2 separate regions of the Mus musculus genome follow, and region 2 is linked to region 1. Evidence: chromatin contacts called from public Micro-C data. All regions are on one chromosome and are shown on one strand. The core of a region is the stretch at or near the end of the contact, and the rest is flanking DNA. Distances in the headings are between cores, read along the strand shown. Region 1 overlaps Fat3 (FAT atypical cadherin 3). Region 2 holds the start of Fat3 (FAT atypical cadherin 3).

Region 1 (7,670 bases), core at 2,942-5,441:
ACCCAGGTGCCCAAGAATGTTCCTAATCGCGGGTCCAGGAAGTGATGGTAGCTGCAGGAGACTCTAGGGCTTACTGAAATCTCTGGATCCTTACTGCCACACCAGGGCATTCTCTGTGCAATCCAGAACTGAGAAGTTTGCTTTTTGTTTTTAAAATATTATATTTCTACTGTTGTTTCTGGGACTAATCAAGGGCACTCTGCCAACTCATAGGAGGATGTGTAGTCAGAGAAGTTTAATCTTCCATCACTATTGATCCATAATAATGTCTGAAGTGAACAGTCCTCAAGAACTCCATTTTCCTCTCATCCTGACCAATAGACCTCAGAACTGCACTTGACTTTCTAGATTGTCTTTTTGTGATAACCCCTCATGTATTCACTACATAAATGAACAATACAACAATTCTGCTAGATTTTTTACTTTCCTTAAATTTCTTCCTCACAATTTCAGCAGTGCTCAGTGTTCTCCCAAATTTCCTTCCTAAATTCAAGTATTAAAAATTCCAAGTCCAGAGTAGGAGTCCATATTTTACAAAGCACAATCACACAATGCCTGTCTCCCAATATGGGAGTCATAGCTAATGAAGAAATGGGCTCAATGAACATTTAGTCAGAAAATGTGGAGTTGGCTTTTGCTCTCAGTGAACTGTATGACTTTCTGTGCTGAACTGAGACTACCTAAAATTCATATACAGAAACTTGCATTCCTAGCATGATGGTATTAAGGGGTGAGATTTTTTTTAGTATGTAAATAAACAATGTAGATGGACCACTCATGAATGAGGTTGAGGCCTGTCTTAGTCCAGATCCTGTAGCTACAATACAATGTCTGATTGTGCATAATTATAGGAGATAGAAGCATATTATAAAAGTCAAGGGCAAGAGTCTATGATTCTTAGCTTCTGCTCTGATCAGGCATTCATCAGACTGATAAGTCTGGTAAGGGACTCATGGTAAGAGAATAAGGCACCACAAGCAACATGAGCCCAGCTCTGCAGCAAATAACCCAATGATATGAAATTGGGAATTCCTTTCTTCCCTCTGGAAGGGTATAGGCCCATTCCTGTAGATTCCTCCTGATCCAGGTTAGTCCTGTCCCCTAACTTCATCCCAATGAGGAACAACTCTCATCATATGCCATCCCTAGCACCGGACTAAAAGAGTTCTGCCTTCAGTTTCCCTCATGAAGAAAGACATGGAAAGAAGAGAAGTCCATATGTCAGGAAATGCACCCACACCAGGACTTTTCTGTGTTGGATCCTGATCAGCCTTCCCAGATACCTATGAGAAATAACTTTCAGATGTTTAAGCTAGCAATCTAGTACACTTTGTTAAAGCATCCCAAAAATGCATGAAGATGTTTTAGTGACATGGAAACTCCTAGTTTTAGTTTCTTGAGTTGTAATTCAGAGGCTACAAAAACAGCAGCATTATAGTGCTGTTGAACATATCAGTGCTCACATACAATGGTGCTTGCTGTGTAAGGCATGGGGGAGAGCTGGGCAAACAGAGATCTTTTCCCAAAGATGTCCTGGTAGAAAGTGTAAATGAGATTCACATCAAAGAAAGTGACAGAGGGAAGCAGAGACCTCAGGGAAGTCACTGAATGTTAATCCAGGGAAAGGGTCATGACCTTCACAAGGAGAAACCTGGTATGGAGGTGCAAAGACCGCTCAGACTGTGGAGGTGCAAAGACCGCCCAGACTGTGGAGGTGCAAAGACCGCCCAGACTGTGGAGGTGCAAAGACCGCCCTGACTGTTCTCTCCCCCGGCAGCCATGCTTTGATCCCTGTGTCCTTTTTAATGTTATTTTCCTCACTGCCTTGAATTTATTTGTTTGAAAGACTGTCTTTCTCAGGAATTACAAGGTTTGTCAGTTGGTCTGTAGATGAACAACCCTTTATTCTTCTTCCAGGAAACTCCCTTATATGTGCCATACTGTAAACAGTCATAAGTAAATGTCATCAAAACATATAACGAATCCCTTATCTTGAAGAAATATATAACTGGAAAACTAAGAAACAAATTATAGCTATGTCTTCATCCTCCTGTACACTGTCCTCTGCCATTTCTCCTCCAGAGATAACTTTACCTGAGGCACTGTGCATACTAAAACAAATGAGCAACATTAAGAGGCATTTCTATAGAGAATATGATAAAAATGATTCCAACCAAGTAAATGGGAGAAGGGGATGGGGGAGGAGTGGACAGGACCAAATAGAGGCAGTCACAAGATGAAGACAAATTTCTGAAAGAATTTCATTTCCCACACTCAGGAAAATAGCAGATAAAAAATTGTAGTATTTTCTCAAAACCATGCTGAAATAAAAGTTTAGAATTTCATTACTTTATCAGCTTGGAGCAAAAACATCAAAAGCTATAGTCAGTGCTAATTTGCTTTCCCCTTTTTGTAAGTTTTTAAGTGCTTATAAGGGTTGGCAAAATCTCAAAATGCGAACAAGCGGTTCAGATGAAGACCCATGTCCTTGTACCTTGTTTAAAATAAGGACGGAGCTCCATAACTCGCTATTGGCTGCATAATTTCTCTAAGAACATGGACCACTAAGAAGAAGAGAGACAACATGTTAACTAATGTTTACCCAGAACACACTGCCCAAGCTCTGGCCCAAGCTGTTTCCATCAGATTCTGAGGAACGCTGTCAGCATTGAACTGGGAGCAGACCCCCAGATGGCATAATGCCACATGGGAAACATTCCATCCAAGAGCTCATTTAATGTCTTCTCCAACAAAATCAGTGGGACACTCATCCTATCCAAGGTCTTTTATATGTACCAAGGTATTTTCCACAGGTGACCATCTCCATTTTGCAGAGGAGGAAACAGATGCGGGCCACATTGAGCCTGTTCCAGTGCTGCAGGCCAGCAGCAGAAGAGCTGTGTAATAAATCAGGTAGAAGCTGTCTCTTGTTCATTGCCTCAAACACTAAGAATAGTTTCTTCTGACTGGTGGAAAGACAAACATTTGCTTCTCTGAGCTGTTAATTTTATTATTCATTCTATTTTGCTTCTTAATCTTTTTGGTTTTTTTTTTTCTGCAATGAATATGCAATCTTTGTTACATTGTTATGATAGAGAAAACACTGGCTGACTAGCACTTGAAAACAGTCACATGATAGAGAAAATGTGCTAATGTGCTGAGAGATAACAAAATGCTAAGATGACTGTCTAAAGGGCAGGCAGAATCCAGTTCCAAACTGACCACCTAAGGGCACTCCTGGTCACCCACCTCCTCGTCCACTAGGGCTAGGGCAAGCAGAGACTCACATGATAAACACTCACTTTAATTGAAAGGTAAGATAGATCTGACTTTAGGAGGTAACTGAGAATACACAGAAAGAGCTGGTAGTCCATCCAGGTTCATAGGGTGGAGGGATCTTAAGATTTCTAGGTGGAGACACTCAGGTTCATGTGCAGCTGCTGTCCCAAATGGAACAGGGGCTGGGCATGCTCTGATGCTAGAGCTACCTGCAATTCACACATCTTTGTAGTCTCTCTCTCTCTCTCTCTCCCTCTCTCTCTCTCTCTCTCTCTCTCTCTCTCTCTCTCTCTCTCTCTCTCTCTCTCTCTCCCTCCCTCCCTCCCTCCCTCCCTTCCTCCGTCCCTCCCCCTCCTACTCTTATGGTGTCTGCAGGAATCTGGGTCACTCCGTCACAGGGTTGACCCACATCCACAGATGAGCAGCCTTCCTGTCCTATTAGAGAAACATCAGTTCTGTAGAAGCAAGCTTTATGAATAAGTAAATGTACAGATAAGCCTGTTCTAATTAGCGGGGGAAGAGGAGCCCCACTTCTCCCACATCAAGCCAACATTGATTTTCTTGCATCCAGGCACATCTGTAAACAGCTCCCCATCTCTGTCTCTTCTATGCTGATTAGCCTCTTTTAAATTCCTTTTGAATATAATTAATTTGCTTTCCAGACTCTTTCGATCTGTATATCAGCAGAGCTTTGAAGCAGCTCTTGCAGGATGATAGCTGTGTGTGATTTCCCTGACTCAGTTTGTTTCAGGCTTTAACAATGAGTTCACCAGGCCATGGGATTTAGGACTCGGGAGGAATTAGCTTAAATGAGGTAAGAGTGAAAATTCTTTTCTGTAGTTTCCTGGTCAGAATTGGAAGCCACACCCACTGCTGCTACTTTCCCCACCCCCAACTCCCTGTCAGAGAAATTCTGTTTTGTCATTCAAATGTGCTTCCCAATTGCCCATTCTCCTCAGGGTAGCAACTCATCCTGGTTTCCTACTTGATGCACGAAGAGAATAGACAAAATCATCAGAACCAATAGGCAATGATGGAGGAGCAGAGTGAACCCTCAGGGTGGCCAGTGCGATGAGAAAGTGAGGCATGACCCCTTTGAAGCCTTTGAATTGTTTTACCCAAATGCCCCTCTCTGAACCTCTCCCCAAACCACTGCCCCTTCCCACCACACAAAAGAGGCTGAGAGAGTAATGACATTCTGGGCCATCCCAAGTTCCTGTGGCAGTGGGGGTCTGGGTTCTGTAAAATGCACATGGATTTCTTTGTTAAGATTTACTGACTGCTTGAAAGCTGCCTAACAATTTGAGGATTCCATATAAAATAACTAAATAATTTGCTGGTTCTAATTTTACCATCAGACAGTCAAGAGCAGGAATATCGTGCTAAATGAGATACCATACCACCCTTTTACTTTTTCATTTTTTCTTCTCTCTATCCCTCTCCCTCCCTTTCTTTTCACCCCCCCCCCCCTTCTTCTTCTACCTATTTTCCTTATTTATCTTTTTAAAAAACACATTTGTGGGGCTTGCCCTCAATTCTGAGGAACTAGATTTGATTCCCAGTATTCACATGGTAGACAGAGAATTGATTATCATAGGACACATTCTATTATCCATGTATGCACCACAACACAAATACAGACAGGTAGACAGGCAGACAGACAGGTAGACAGGCAGACAGACAGACAGACAGACAGACAGACACACACACACACACACACTCAAGTGGCACCGAATGAGAAGGGCTTCCTAGAAGACTGACATCAGTAGTTAAAAGAAGAATGCCCACTGTAGCAGCTTTCCTTGGGCTCTGAATTCAATCTTCTATCTCAGGAATGACCAAAGACTCACATGGTACAAAACTGGGACAAACAACAAATATGTACATCAAGCTCAAAGGTCAGTGCCGTGTTTCTCTGAGTGTGGCTGGCATTCCTGCATGTGTGTAGGCTGCTTTAACACTGGGAATTATTAACACCACGGAAGACCCTGAAGCACAGCTAGGTTTGACCTTAGATGTCTTCTGCTTAAGCATGTGAGAAAGGCCAGCAAACCAGCTATTTTAAGACTTGAACTTAACGGAAGAGAAAAATGTTTGGTTTGATTTTTTTTTTTTAAAAGTGCTTTTCTGTGCATCTATGGGTGTGGTGTGCATGAATGTGCATATTGTGTATAGAAACCGGAGGTCAACCTATAGAAACTGCCCCCACATCTCTTACTACCTTACATTGTTTGAAGATTTGATTATTGTATCTTTATGAGTATTGTTTTCCTACACATGCACACTTGGTACCTAAGGAGTTCAGAGGGAAGAATGCATCAGACCTCCTGGAACTGGAGTTACGAATGATTGTGAGCCACCATGTGGGTGCTGGAACTGAACCCTGGTCTTCTGTAAGAGCTACAAAGGCTTTGAACTGCTGAGTCATCTTTTCAGCACTTCTATTTTATTTGAGACAGGGCTTCACACAGAACTTGGAACTCACCAAATCTCTAGACTAGTTGGCCAATGAACCTGGCTCCATGTTCAGAGCAGTGGGATGACAGCTACACAGGAGCATAGCCAGTTCTTGCCTTAGGGGATAACAATCTAACTGTAGCCTTGTATGTTTGTGTAGCAAGCACTTTACCTACTGGCTGCATGATTGCTCAAGCTCTTGCTTTGATGTTTTTAACTTCAGGCAAAGGCCAGAGATTAGTCAAGCTGGAGCTGGGATGGTGAGACACTGAATGGCAATGAAAAACACGGGGCTACAAGAAGCCTCAGGCCAAAACCAGGGGTGGGATGGAGGGTGTCCTCCCAGCTTACACTTTCTAGTTAGGGCCTCCAAATGCTCCCTGAGCTGTAGGACAATCTAATCCCCAGTGCCTTGGGTGAGAGAACCTCAGCACATAATTCTATTAGTGTTGCACTTAGGTGACAACCAACTCAATAAACAGACATGGGGAAAAAAAACAAAAAACAAAAACAAAAACAAAAACAAAAACAAAAAACACCAAGCCAGGAGCATCAGAAATATTTCCTTAAACGACACCCTGGCAGACACCCCACCATAAGGTCCTGCTTTTTTTGTATTTTAAATACCAGCTCTGAAAACCACTTCTGAGGGCCAGCATAATACTCATGCAAAGTTTACAACTGAGGAAATTGAAATATATGTGAAGACATGCCTTTTCTTTCTTTTCTTTTTCACTATTAAGCATTAGGAGCCTGTATTAAATCCCAAATCAAAAAAGAACACAGATCCTACCCCTTAAAGTAAAAAAAAAAAAAAAAGTCAGATGCCCAGAACTGGGGTCTCCTAGAATAACACAGGATTGACTCCGGCCAGAGCAGAGTTTAATTTTTTTCCCCTGAGCTCCTGGTTTTATTAGACTTCCTTTCCCTAAAGTAAGTTCAGTGCTGCAATGAAGAACCAGCAAAACTCAACAGAAGGGCATCAAGGAAAAATCTTGCTGAAAACACAGAAACTGCCCTTCAGTGTCTCAGAGAAACATTTCAGGAGTGTCACCTTCATTTTATGTTGATTGTCTGCACACATTTCCACATGAGTAACCAAGGTCCCCAAACACTGTCCTTTAAGAGAATGGGCAGAATTAGGAACTTAAAATGGAGGCTAAATCACAGTCTTTCCCGGAGTGCTGCTAAGAATTCAATATTTCAAAATAAACAAGAAAGCAAACAAACAAATAAATATTTAGGATGCTTAATGTATAGCTCATCGACAGAGCATTTGCACAGCCACTGTAAGGTTCTAGGTTCAATTCTTAGTACCTTGCAACAAGCGAACAAAACAGTAGCAAAAAAAAAAAAAAAATCAGAATCTTTATTTCAGCATAAGGGCTCACAGCTGTATTCAGAAGGTAGAGACAGGAGGATCACCACAATGCCAAATGCAGCCTTTTCTACACAGCAATTTTTAGATCATCTAGGGCTATGTAATGAAACTATCTCAATAATAATTGGGAAAAGAAAAGACAAGGGAAAGAAAGGAAAGGAGAAAGAAAGCAGAATAGTTCATCAAGTAACTATCTAGCTACTTGGCTATTTATTTGAGGAGAATTTTATGTAGTTAGTTTCTAGAGTCAGGCAAGTTTATTTTCAACCTCAATGCCTAGATATGTAATGACATAAAAACAAATTTCAGTTTCAGTCTCTACGATTCCACCCTCTCTTTTGCCACAGCAACACATGTTTCATTCCTTCCTTTAAGATGACTATGCTCTATCTTTGAGAGCAAGGTCTCACGTAGGCCAGGCTAGCCTCAAGCTCTGTATGAAGCTATCCAACAATTCCTGGCATCCTTGCTGCCACTTCCAAAGTGCTAGGATGACAGATGGTCGCCACCATGCCACAGCAGTATTCTCTATTTATAAAAATATAAACGAAGT
Region 2 (7,670 bases), core at 2,583-5,082, 150 kb after region 1:
CTGAAGGTACCTTTATTTTACGTTCTCTTTCCAATCCTAGTGTCTCTTCAGTCAGCAAAGACAGGGTTCACCAATACCACTTTTGCAATGAGAAAACTTAATATAAAGGAGCAGCCCTGCCTGAGCCCAGGAGATGAATTCTACTCAATGTTCTTGCAGCAGGACAACACTGGAGGTAACACCGAGGGAAACACCAGACATCCCCACTAGTATGCTTCCCCTCTTTCCATCACTGGCCTGGACAAATCCAAGGCACAGAGAAACACCCGTCCTAACTCCAAGAAAAGAGGATAGCAGGTTGTTGGTCAGTAATTTGTGGGTTATGATTGAATAATCCTCTGGAATGGTGGTTGCCTATTTCTTTCTATTTGACATAACTCACTTTCTAGATTAAGAGCAGTTCCTTCCCCCAGCATGGGAAGTATGCAGGTATGATTAACAGACCTTCAACTGTTCGTATGTGAGCAGTAAGAATCCTTGCTTTACAAACAGCTGTGAGTTAGCAAAATACCCACACAACACACAGGTCAGTGGGCACCCCACTCACATCCCCCGTTTGTTGCTACTCGTTTTATTCCTTAGTAGCTCAGCACAAATATAATTGCTACTTAACAGACTGACTGGATCCTGACTACCTAAAAATTCCCAAAATGTCTCTGCCAGAAACCAGAATAAATAAAAATTGAGAGAGGCAGAGAGCTGATGGAGACAAGGCTGGAAAGCCAGTCACTGGTCAACAAACACTGGCTGTGAAAAGCCTGCAGTGAGGAGAGCTGGAGCCAGCTCAGCAGCTTAGCAATCTCTGATCTCTCAGCCAGCTGTCTCTCACGTGGAGTTTTGTGTGGCTCAGATATGAAGACGTTATAACATGGACAGTCCTGGGAACTTTCTCCCCCCGGTTGCACAGGGCATAGAAACACATTCCAACACCATTCATTGTCCAAATTCCAGAGACAACAATGGGGACTCCTGATCTAACTGGTTTTAATTATTTGCTTTATTTCTCGAAAGCAACTTGACTCCCTATCCAATGCTAAGGAAAAAAAAAAAAAAAAAAAAAAAAAGACAATTGAACTCATCACACACACCAACCCTACTACATTAAAGTCATATCGAGGAGAAGTTATTATACATTTAAGAAACTCTTTGTCTTTTGGTGCCCTGTTTACCTTGCATGCCTTTTAAATTTACTCTTTAATTCTCCATGTGCAATTGTTCAATTTTTAATAATAATGAAAAAAAAAAAGGGAAGAGGCTCGGTGTGGAGAAGAAGCCGTCGATGATCGGCACATTTTAAGATCGCTTATCATTTTTATTTCTCTATGTCTTCTCCTTCTTTCTCCCTTTCTCCCATCTCCTCCCTTTCTTTCTGATGAGATTCAATCTCCACATCAGACTGAACTTCCTCCCCCACTTCCCATCCCCGCCCCCACTCAAGCATCGGGTAACCCAGAGTTGGGCTCTTGCAGCAGCGAGAGAGCCTATGCTCTCTGGGATGCCGGCCTCTGGGTCCTCAATTCCTGGATGGCAGTTCTCCCTTTCCATGGCCCGAATCAAGGCAGCTTCGCCTGCAGTGTGTCTGGCCTGTTTTGTCTTTCTACATTTTTTTTTTTTTTTAAACTCGGCCCGGGCGCAATCAAATCCTGGCAACAAAGCCCAGAGCTCAAAGCCACAGAGGTGGACTGGCGGCCAGCTTCTCGCCCCTCCCCCCATTGCCCAAACTCGCTTTTGAAAATGCAAGCGTGGGGCCAGAAAATGAATGTGTCGATGGAAGGAGGATAAAAGGCTGGTACGCGAGTGTACACGAGTGCTATGGGCTTTGCAGTTTTCTTTTATATACCTTTTAAACATCAAGGCCTAAAAGCTAGGAAAGCACTCCGGAGAGCCGTTCCGGAGCCGACCCCGGTGGGCTCACAGCTCCCGCCCCGCGCCCTCCCCCATCTGGCTGAGCGGGTGCTTGGCGCGGTTTGTCTGACACTTGTAAATGGAAGTGGGATCCAACTTGGAAGTAAACGCGCCAAAGTCTGGGGGCGGGGAAGAGGCGAAGGCAGAGAAAGGATTCTCCCACCCTCAGCCTAGCCCAGTGTCCCTCACTCCAGCCTCTGTGCCTAGGATTCTGGAATACCCCCACCAAGATCCAGGACCCGAGAGCAAGCGGCGGCGAAGTGGGTCTCCTTCAGGGAGACTAGAGCCATTGGCTGCCCTCGGTTCCACATTCCATAGCTTCTTGCTTCTGGGAGACTCCCAGCCACCTCCGCATCTTCACTGCCTGTGTAGTCTACCTTCACGTTCATTTATGGGTACTCTCATTGCCGAGCTTGCTCGTTATTGTACCTCAAGGTGGGTGCTATCACCAGCATGCACATCTAGGAGCGCCCCCTTTCCTCTGGTAGCAAGAGCCAAGAGCTGTGCCTTTAGAGCGTCCGGCAACACCCGGCCCTCTGCATCTCACCCTCTCTCCGAGCGCACCACAGCTCCCAAGAGCCGGGCAGAGGACAGCAACAAAAGTTGCTTTCCGCAAAGTCTAATCTTGGACAATGTTTAAACACTTCCGAAAACACACGAGACAAGAGTCTGCTGGGGGAGAAACAGTGACCGCATTATACTGCCAAAAAGACCCGGGCTCGCCACCTTTCTCCAGCCCGGCCCGATGCATTTTAGCTCAGCGACCCCAGCTGGTCAAGTCCTCTCGCTCACCAAGCGCCACGCGAAATCTGTCCAGTCCACCTCTGTCACCCCCAGCCAGCTCCCTAAGATCCCCAACTGCACTCCGGTGAGCCAATGGTTTCTTTTCCACACCTTCCGGAAAGAACTCGGGGCGGCGAACAGTGCGCCCTCAACGTGCCCACGAGGAGCCGCAAGGGCTGTTCGGCATCCCTGGGATGATCAGACTACCGCTATTCTCTTTTCAAATAGCACGGTCAGTTCTGACGCCCGCCAAAAATCATGCGTTCTCCCAAAGCAGTCGGGTCCATCTCCCGTCAAAACAACAGAAATCCTTTCCTGGCTTCTCGGCTAAACTGTCGCACCAGTTCAAAGTCGGCTGTCATTTAGAACCTTTCACAACCCAAGACTCAGACATAGTATGCAGGGGCAGGCGAACATTCTAGGCTACCCTTCCTGCACCGTGGAAGTGGAGGCTGGGCTCTTTGCTCCGCTCATAGCCTCCTCTAGCATGCACCCAACTTGCGCCTCTGGGTCCTGCAAGTGCATCCATCGGCATCTGCCCCTCTTCCTACTGAGTGCTGCAAGCGCCAGCTACCCAGCGGAATCGCCGCCTGATATCATCCACCTGCAGCCAACGGCCAAAGCTCAGTGAGGACCCAGAGCTGCATGTACAGACCCGAAAGATCGCCCTCCTCTTATTGCTAGCCCTAAACTTAACCAACTCCGGTGCCATTTCCTGGCTCCTGCCGCAGGGCTGTCTCCCTGGGTTCCAGCTGGTAGCGGTAATGACCACAGCTCCAGGCAGCGCCCAGGCAGGAACTTTACAAGGTGAAAAGTTTCCCCCCACTCTCTCTGAGAGCTTTAGCTTTCCGGAGCACCCATCACAGCCTCTCTGTAACCAGGTTGCTGAGGCTGTTCTGAGAAAGGTGCACCCCAGCCAGTGCACCATGCACCCAAATAAGCATGCTAAAAATCCTCACGCACCCTTGCCTTGGTCAGCGATGCGCCCCTGCACCCGACGAGTCCTCCGTGGTCTTCCTTTCAAGTCTAGGGGCGAGCTGGCCACCCCGCCGCCTCCGCCGCAGTGCTCGCCGCGTGCTCCCGGCTGAGGCTAGGGCGGCGAGCGGAGGCGCTAGGCGCTCAGGACGCCGCCACTGCTGCGGGTTGGCGGCGGAGGAGGGGAGTCGGAGGAGGATGGCGGCGGGAGGGGTGGGGAACCCGGGAGCGAGGTCCCAACGCGCAGCCCAGATCACAGCGCAGCCTGCCGGGGGGAGCGGTTCTCGCGTCTGCTCTAGTCAGCTTGCACCGCTACTGCTGGCGGTGGAGAGGTACCGGGTTCTTCTTCGCGGCGGCCGCCGCCGCACTGCCAAACCCCTAGCTTCGCTGTATTCTCCTCCCTCCCGCAGAGCCGCGTCCTCCGGGGGATGGGGGTGGGGGATGACCAGAGATCTCCGAGCGCCACACGAAGAGAAGGGGAGGGAAAGGGGGGCAGGGAGACCCGGCGGTCAGCAGGAGGACGCTAAGGGCGCCTCGCCTGGAAGCTGGACTAATTTTAGAGCCTAGGCATCCTCCACTTCTAGCGTGGCTGGAAGAACGCACCAAAGTCAGACTGACGTTTTCAGAGAGCGCGCACACACCACACTCAATCGTCTCTGCTCTGCTCTGCTCTGCTCTGCTCTGCTCTGCTCTGCTCTGCTCTGCTCTGCTCTGCTCTGCTCTTCAGCCTGCTGCCTAGAATACACTAGACTTCTCTGGACCAGATGAGGAAACCGAGGCACAATGAGACCAACATGGTTTTACCCAAGCTCCTCAGGCTACTTTGAAGCACAGTGGGCACGGCTATCAAACGCTGTACCTCCTGCTGCCCACCCGGGACTCGCATTTCTTTCCCACGCATTTTCAGATCACTGGGATCACCTTTGTGTGGGAGAGAATCAGACTAAAAAGTAACATGACTCATCACCCCCACCCAGTCTGAAACACGGTGGGATGTGAAGACATTCAGAACAGGAATGAGTGAACAGTCTCAGGGGAGCCAGGTGATTAGCAATACCAACCGGTGTGCCCTCTAGGTCCTTTTACTTCTGGATCATCCTCACAAGTCTGAGGATTCATGGCACCCCACCCCACCCCACCCCACCCACACTGCTTCAGTAGAGCTACACTTCAGCCTATGTTCCTTGCCTGTGAGCTCTGAAACATTCCTAACTAACGGCCAGCCCCGGTAAACCTGGGCCAGCGCCAGCCTCCACCCAACCCCCACTGCTGCACAGCAAATCACGTCTGTCTAAAGCAGGCTTTCACCCCAGGGGGTTCCTAGGGTGCCCACTCCCAGGCAGCTTCTCTGGAACTCTGGGACCGAGCAGTAACTCCAAGAGAGATGCTTCCGCAGACATGCTGTAGAGATAAATTTGCTCCTTTTCTTGATTCCTGAATTTCCCTTCCAGGAGCAGAGTCTGTCTCTCCTTAAAGTCTCTGTGCTCAGTCACACCCTTTGAAGAGTTACTAGAATTTGCCTTTTTGGTCTTCCTCTCCCAAGCCTGGGGCCTTAAGGATCTGAAAAGCCCTCCACTTTCAGTAGGTGGGCGGTTCCCCCTTGAAAGCCTTCTGCAGCCTCTGCACTGCCTTGACTGCCCCATAAAGCACTCTGCATGCTCCGCTTGCTTGCCTTGAGCATTTAATGGAAATACTAAGGAATACTGACAGCTAGCCATACATCAACTAATTCCAGGACAGAAGCATGATGCTGTCCAGGGCTTCACAGTCAGAAAGGCCAGAAGAAAAGTTACCTGCTCTCCAATTATGTCCTTTGCATAATTCTATTCTGATTTTATTTTTATTCAAACACTTTCTTAGGGCATTAAAAATTTATTGCCATATAAATATGCTCCTGGTATGGTGTATTCCTTGTGACTGACCCAAGGTTGTTAGTATTGCATCAAAGATTTTAGTGATTCAAGCATTTTACATTCTAGTGCTTCTGTGGGAAGACTGGGAGAGTCAGCTGCTGGCTGGATGGCTCCTGGGATGCACAGGGAGTTGGTGTTGGCAGCAGGACAGGCCATCTTCCACCTCCTTCCTGGGAAGCTGGCCAGGTAACTGAAGATGCAAGGATGTGGTGGGAGTCCAACCCCTCCAAAGACTTTCTTAGGCCTCAGAGGCACTTCACGCCTAAGTGCAGAAATCTGTCTAACTCTCTACCTCCTGCCTTCAGGCAGAGTGTAGGTAGTAAAGTAAACAGTCTCTACTCCCAGGGCAGAAACGGGCCATGGCAACCTAGGGGAAAATGACTCTGCAATATTGCCGAATGGTTTATTCAGTGGGACACCCTTTGGTATAATACTTGTTGATATCAGAAAAACATCTATTTCTTTATAACATAATCTACTACGAACCTGTGATATTGTGGTCACATTGTTGACAAAGCTATGAACTTAATGAATGAACCAAAAAGATTTATAATTCTTAAATTTTCACCCACGGTACCCTGTACAAATCCCAGTGTAGTGGATAAATATATTAAATAGTCAAAAATTAGACAAGGGAAGAAAGCATGAAAAGTCTCTATAAGACTTGCTAACAACATAGAAGAGAGCACTAACTGAAAAGCCAGAAATATATACTCATGTCACCTGCTTTATCATACTTCTGAGGTCCCACTCCACCTCCTCTGGGCCTTATCTCTTCCTTTAGACTACTGAACAACTTGCTCAACTGGATTCTTGCAAGCTATACTAATAGTACTGAGCCCTGATCCACTCTTGTAGCTCACTCCTCACCAAGGGTCTATTGAGGTGTCCATATACGTGGAAACCTAGATATGTAGGAGTTTAGACACTGAGAAATCTTCAGTGAACAAGACTTGGGAGTGTTTAGCGATATGCATGACTCTGCCACAGACGGGGGAGGCAGATAATGTTCCACATGGCTTCTGGGTTGGTCTTGCTGCAAGAAGCAGTCATCAGCTTGGCTGTACAAACTTGCCTTTCAGTTGTTCCTGGCTCTCTGACCTCCATGTGCTCCTGGGATCACACTTACACTCCAAAAATATTCCAATGAAAAGGCTTTAAAATTAAGTAGGCTTAGGTATTTTTTTTTCTTCTTCAAAACCTACTTTATTTAGGGTTCTTGAACACATCATCTTCTTTTCTAACCCACTGATCAGAGGGAGGCGGAAAAGGTTAATATGAAAGGCTTTTGTGAACCTGTTTAGAAGTAGTTTCTTGGTGCAATTCCAGCCTTTGTTGTCAGGATACCAGCAATCCAGTTCAATAGCAAACACCAAACAGTAAACCCAAATCAGTAGTGGTGGCATAGTCAGCAAATAAGTAAATAGATAGGCAGATAGATAGATAGATAGATAGATAGATAGATAGATGATAGATAGATAGATAAATAGGTAGATAGAGTAAATAAATAAAAGCACAAGTCAGAAGAAGCAGCCAGAACCCGTCACAATACCATGAGAAGTTCTTTGGTTCCTTTCTATCTACAAAGTGAAGACCAACAAACACCAACTAAGACTAGCAAAGACCAATGAAGTCCAGGAAAACATTACACAGCACAGCAATGCAAGTGGATCCTGTGGCCGTACGTGGAATTCTATGTATTCTTTCTAAACATCACATGTCCTCTCAAATGCCTGTTTTCAGTAAAATATTACATGATTTTTTACAAAACAATTTCTAGAAAAACATCATATAATATAACTGAGTTGCTAAGAAAGCAGAAATTTCTACTTCAGATTTATTTTTATTTATATGTACGTGTACATATTTGTATATGTGCCCCAGGACATCAGATCCCTTGGAGATGGAGGCAGTTGTAAGTTTCCTGCCCTGACAGGAAAGCTCAGAACTGAGGTAGATTATCTGTGAGCAAGAGATCTGAAGCACTGAGCCATCTTTCTAATCCTCTCCATGTCTCAAGCCTCTTCAGTAAGTCTTGTCACACTCTGCTCTGGCAATTCCAAGCTAATATATAGATGGCCATTCACAATCATC

The links. A called contact is a pair of places that touch in the nucleus more often than the background predicts.
Region 2: a Micro-C map of embryonic stem cells shows a contact between it and region 1, with 3 times the contacts expected there. The contact joins the promoter of Fat3 here to the enhancer-like site in region 1. A contact is called at or near these places in 5 of 484 Hi-C or Micro-C datasets (cerebellar granule neurons and embryonic stem cells) and 11 of 115 datasets of contacts at active chromatin or transcription factors (differentiating embryonic stem cells, embryonic basal ganglia, embryonic forebrain and 8 more).

The regions. Positions count from the first base shown.
Region 1 is chr9:16,349,235-16,356,904 of GRCm38.p6, forward strand. The region is part of intron 2 of Fat3 (FAT atypical cadherin 3); the gene reads right to left. Among named protein-coding and RNA genes, the nearest start is that of Fat3, 150 kb to the right of the region's middle. Within about 2 kb of position 4,192, at least 27 of the 459 cell types and tissues checked have an H3K27ac peak or open chromatin away from gene starts, as enhancers often do. A contact at or near this core is called in embryonic basal ganglia, embryonic forebrain, embryonic stem cells and 2 more, where this site is marked.
Region 2 is chr9:16,498,222-16,505,891 of GRCm38.p6, forward strand. Fat3 (FAT atypical cadherin 3) reads right to left here and starts at 3,833. Exons shown (of 26, transcript NM_001080814.2): 1 at 3,652-3,833.